Regions from separate parts of the Mus musculus genome. Here region 2 is linked to region 1. The links are chromatin contacts, called in public Hi-C maps. All regions are on one chromosome and are shown on one strand. Each heading gives the region's core, a stretch centred on a gene start, on an enhancer-like site or on the middle of the called end of the contact. The rest is flanking DNA. Distances are from core to core; before and after follow the strand shown. Region 1 has its middle 12 kb from the start of Gm36620. Region 2 overlaps Gm20755 (predicted gene, 20755).

Region 1 (2,654 bases), core at 69-2,568:
GAAAATCAGCCACACAACCTAACAGGGTTCCACAGTTTCTTGATCATTTAAATAACAACCTTTCTTTGTTTAGTCATGAGGAGACATTAGGAAGATATGAAGCAACAAAGACCTAAGGAAATGTGCTCATTAGAGTTCTTTCTGTGTTCTTGCAACAAGAGGCCCGATGGAGGCAATTTAAGGAAGGATGGGCTATCCTATCCGACTCATAGTTGGAGAGGTCACTGTGGTGGCAGGAGCAAGAGACTCTAGTCACACCGTGGAATAGTGTCATCCATATTTTGGTGGCTTTTTTCACATCGGTTAACCTGATTCAGAAAATCCCTATGGAGATGCTCAGAGGATCATCTCTGGGTTGACTCTAAGTCCCATCAAGTTGACAATCAGGACAAAGCATCCCAGCGTCTTTTCTTCTCTACCACCCTCGCATATAGTTTGTTAGCTGTCAGCTCCAGTGGAAAGCAATCTGCCAGGAACTGCACACAGGAGCCTGTAAGAAACAGGAACCCAGAAGAGGACTGTGTGTCTCAAGTGGTGCAGGGGGTGGAGGGGTGGGGGTGAGGGGGCATAGAATCACCAGTTGACTTCTTCAAAATGAGTCTCCTATAGGTGACAATTTGTACTTTGACCTAGCTAACTCGGGGAACCCATGGGGTCTTCTCACAGGCTATATGTGTGTCTGCATGGCAGGCATGCCTTTGATACATCGCATGCGCTGAGGCACTGTTTACTCTGAGTCTGTCCTTTTCTGTTCCTGGCTGTCTCTCCACTGACTGCTGCTCTTTGTGGTCATGTGATCCCTGTGTGCTACACACAGTGGTCTTGGGCTAAGGAGACTTGAAAGTGGTTCAGTGTCTTCAGGCTTCATTGTATCAGAGGGGTAAGGAAAACCCACGGACAACTAACTAAACTCTATGAAGCAGAGTGGAACCACGTGTGCTTTAGAAAGCCTTGGTGTTCACTGGCACAGGCCTCATCAGTGCCAGGGCCCTGGGGGAATCAGAGGATGTGGAGGGCTAATCCCTACTCCCCACCAGCCTGGGTGAGCCTGCTGCAAGGAGACACACTTTTGCTAGTCTCCTTTCCAATGAGCCAGGCCTGGTTTTTGTATGAGTGGAAATTAAATCCATAAGACATGGTAATGTTAAATAAAACTCCACGAGGGAGGGTCAATATTAAGAAAAATGCACTTTTAAAAGTGTAAACTTCTCTTGCCTAGAAAGGAGGATATAACCCCAAGGAGGGAAACTGATGAGAGTGATACTCCTTCAAGGCCCTCAGGAAGAGAGAGTCTGTTATCGTGTGAGGCTTTGCCTGGTGAGTAAGAGTCCACGGCCGGGCCAGGAGAATGAGCTCTGCTGCTAAGCTTTCGATCCTAAGCCAGGCACTCAGCCAGGCTCGCTGGCAAAGATGAAGGAGTTGCTGATCCTTAACAGACGCGAGCCTTAGCATTCCAGGGCTCACGTTCTGTGCATGTTACCTCTTCGGTTGAACCAGAACAGGATATCTGGCTCTCTCCCTTTCCCTGCATCTGGGTGGATGTCTTCTTCAGTTGCATCTCTGGGAGGTATTAGGGAGTCTTTGATGGTGGGAATCACAATTAGGTTCCAGGAGAACAAAGTCTTATGTATGTTTATGTGTGCAAATAATTCTGAGAGAGGGAGAAAGAAAAGTTTGAGAAGAGAGGATTGTGCCGGATCGTGAGTGAATCACCTTCGCTTCTGCACGCCAGCATCTAGCAGGACCTGGCTGAAGTTGTAAGAACATTCATTAGGGTAGGGAAGAAAGCCTGTTCCATGGCTGCTCAGTGGGTGGAAGGAGAAGGGACATACTGAATATGAGAGATGACCCCAAACCCCTGTTAACACATTCCCACTCCTAAAGCAGCATTCTGATTTTGAATGAGCCTATGAGATGGTGCAGAGTTTTATAGAGGCAAACTATGTGGAAATTTGGTACAAACATAATTTTATTTTTTAGAAAACGTACCACCCTGACTATAAAAAGCACTACAGGGGCCCGAGAGTTTGCTTAACCTGGAAAATGCTTGGCCTCACTTTCATCCCCGAGGTCCACATGCAAAGCTTGGGCAGGGTGACACACACTCGTAATCCCAGGGCTGAGGGGGCAGAATCAGGCTGATCTCTGATCTCTCTGGCCATCTAGTGTAGCCTACTTGGCGAGCTCTAGTCCAATGAGAGACATAGACTCAAAAAAAAAATCAAGGTGGTTGACTCCCAGGAAATGATACCCACAGTTGTGCCATGGGCTCCCCACACATGTGCACACACTATCGTTCATACACACACCTGCACCTGCATATGTAGAGAAATAAGTACTATTAACCACCAAGTCGTCGCCCTGGCTCACTTCATTCAATTTCTCTACTTCTGGCACAGCTGTAAGCCAATGATGGGAATTATACTCAAAGTTCTGATTAAAAAATATTATTCTGTTTGTTTTTGAAATAAGATATGACTCAGAGAAAGTAAATACATGAGATAAAGGATAAGATATAATGTATGGAAAAATAAATGAATATAAATGAATGAAAATTTGAAAATATGTCTTATCATATTCCATACCTAATGTCAGTGCCTGCCTGTCCCAGGAGCCTCAGCGGCTGCCTGACACAGCCTAACAGTCCCCATTTT
Region 2 (2,654 bases), core at 87-2,586, 220 kb after region 1:
TTGCAGCTTGGAGAGAGCAGAGGAGATAATGTCAACTTTAATTCCTGTGTTTTTCCAAACACAAAGATTAGGCCAAAGGTCACAAGTGGAAATGAAATAAAAATGGAAAACAGATGTTAGGAAGCCCACTGGTAATGGAAACACAAGAGGCAATGAAAGTTACTGAAAGGAAAACACAGCTAAAAACATGCACACAACCCAGAGAGCAGGGTCTCAGGGAGGTTTTGTTTTCATAACGATGTGTTTTAAAAAGCCCGACTTTTTAATATTTCCTACAGTGATTTAATTTCTTATACTTTTTTCCTTCCCTATCTAGAGGCAGAATTCAGCAGATGGCAGAAACCACCCTCTCCAATACCCTGAATAGTCAATGTACCCCAAGTATGCACACTGTCACAACCGGAGGTCAGTTGAAAGGGGACGTTTGTCTTCCAATTGGCAGGTTGCCACTTTCAAAGGTGCATCCATTCTTAAGCCAGCTTCCTGTTCAGCTCTGGGCCTGAGACCTGGGCGTCATCAGGGACAAGTCTGTTCTGGGAGAACAGCTGCTGGGGTGGAATTTCATTTAGATTACAATGCACGTCACAATTGTAGTTCTCTCTCTCTCTCTCTCTCTCTCTCTCTCTCTCTCTCTCTCTCTCTCTCTCTCTCTCTCTCTCCCTCTCTCTCTCTCTCTCTCTGTATTTAAAAGGAAGCTCTGTATTTTGGTGTGTGCTGACTTTTATAGTTGATCTCCAGCCAATAAAAAGAGGAAGATGTTAGAAAGTCAGTGGAAATACCTAACTCTATGTATGATATTTTGGAATGCTATAAACAAATACGCATCGGACATCTAGAAAGTACCCTGAGGCTTTTGCCTGTGTTATCTTTTAAAAAGTCAGACGAGTCATAAAACAAAAACAAAACCACATTGTAACATGGCTGAGAAAGTTCTAGCATTTAAAGTAAAACCAGAAAAGAAAGACAATTAAACACACACATCCCCCAGCTTGTCCTCCTACCCACAGGCTCCTAGGGAGCCTTCCTGGGGCTGCTGTGCGTCTTTCTGGCTAATATCGACCAACTGACTGAGGACGGCAAAGGGGAACTGGCACACCTTGGCGGCAGGTATGTAATTAAGAGGAGGTAATTAAGGATCATTGCTGGGTGCGCTGACAGCGGGCATGTAATTACGAAGGAAGAAGAATCAGAACAGGAGCCAGGACGTGAATGCCAAAGTATGCTCAGAAACCTGGACCCTAAAATCACTTCCTCTGTGGGAGGCAGGTCATTTCAGTCCTGTGCTTTAAGAGCTGTGCTGGCATGGACCAAGGATGAGCCCAGAAACGTTTGTGTCCGGCCTCGGCAGCCTTAGCAAATCATCTCGTCTTTTCATTGCTCATCCCTCCCTCCCAGACACGGTCCAAGACATTCCATTTTTATGTGCGTTTGTATTTTCTCAGGAACAGACACATTAACAGGATGGGTTTAACCATAGTTCAGTTTATTTACGATCCTCTGGTTAAATGTTAATAGCCTCAAGTCAAGGATCTAACGCAAGAATTTGGAGCCGGGGATTTTGCAGGCTGTATTTAGTGACCACTCAACAGCATTAATATCCAGCTGTTTATTTTATTTTGTTTTATTTCAAATCACACATGTGGAGGGGGTTGGGAGGTACATGCCCATGAGTGTAGGTGCCCAGTGGAGCCCAGAAGCTCATGTCAGTTTCCCTGAAGCTGGAATTACAGGTGGCTGTGAGATGCTTGACATGAGTCATGGCAACTGAAATCAGGTCCCCTTCGAGATCCGGAAGGATTCTTAACCACTGAGCCATCTCTCTAGCCTCTCTCCGGGTTATTGAATACTAGGCACCATTCTAAGGACTGCTGATGAGCTAATAATCCCTTTAATCCTTATGAGACCGATGCCTGGCAGTTTCTGTCAGTAGCATCCCCCTTCTTAAAGCGAACTTCTAGGCAGGGTAACATCACAGAATTTGCCCAAGGTCACATGTCTGATGAGTGGCTGAGTAGGGACTGACTCCTAAGTGTACTCTCCTGGCCACCATACTGTTTCTTTATCTTTTCACAGTTTCCATGAAAGTCCTTTTTTGACTATTTCCTACTGGGGGTCAAACTTGTTAGATTAGATTATTAGACTATTATTGCATGTCTATATGAGGGATGGAATTCCCCCCACCCCCAACTTCCTAAGTCATCTTAATGCACTGGATAAAGAGCTTGAGCTGCCACACACGCCATCTATTGTATGTTTGTGTGTGTGTGTGTGTGTGTGTGTGTGTGTGTGTGTGTGCTTGTGTGTTCCTTGTCAAGTCTTTCTGCTGGAGTATGGATAACCTATTGTCTCAAGTCATAGCCAAGCTCTGATGAGGTAGAATTCAAACTCTAATGTAAAAGTCAAGCGCTGATCGAAGATGCCTAACAAAGTTAGCATCTGCATCCTAGGAGTTAATGCATTCCGAGGGGGGAGGGGATGGGAAGCTCAGGGAGACTGGGAAACTCAGCTAAGGAGAAGCCAAGAGTCAGCACAGCATGAAGCAAAAACAAGCAAACAAACGAAGCGACACACCCCTGCATCCTCTCCACAGAGCCTGCAAAGCCAGAAGTTCACCGCACATTGGTCTTGCCTCAGACACCAGTAATCTTTATTAA

Evidence for each region. A called contact is a pair of places that touch in the nucleus more often than the background predicts.
Region 2: a contact with region 1 is called in a Hi-C map of uterus, with 4 times the contacts expected there. The contact joins two enhancer-like sites. A contact is called at or near these places in 10 of 39 promoter capture datasets (the 3T3-L1 cell line, the C10 cell line, the HPC-7 cell line and 7 more), 1 of 15 datasets of contacts at CTCF or cohesin (the NIH/3T3 cell line), 3 of 484 Hi-C or Micro-C datasets (nephron progenitors and uterus), 2 of 115 datasets of contacts at active chromatin or transcription factors (kidney and large pre-B cells) and 3 of 9 other capture datasets (adipose tissue, liver and pancreatic islet).

The regions. Positions count from the first base shown.
Region 1 is chr3:37,711,328-37,713,981 of GRCm38.p6, forward strand. No RefSeq gene overlaps it. Among named protein-coding and RNA genes, the nearest start is that of Gm36620, 12 kb to the right of the region's middle. Within about 2 kb of position 1,319, at least 51 of the 459 cell types and tissues checked have an H3K27ac peak or open chromatin away from gene starts, as enhancers often do. A contact at or near this core is called in uterus, where this site is marked.
Region 2 is chr3:37,935,040-37,937,693 of GRCm38.p6, forward strand. It overlaps Gm20755 (predicted gene, 20755), which reads left to right. Exons shown (of 4, transcript NR_040559.1): 2 at 317-405. Among named protein-coding and RNA genes, the nearest start is that of Gm20755, 38 kb to the left of the region's middle. Within about 2 kb of position 1,337, at least 54 of the 459 cell types and tissues checked have an H3K27ac peak or open chromatin away from gene starts, as enhancers often do. A contact at or near this core is called in uterus, where this site is marked.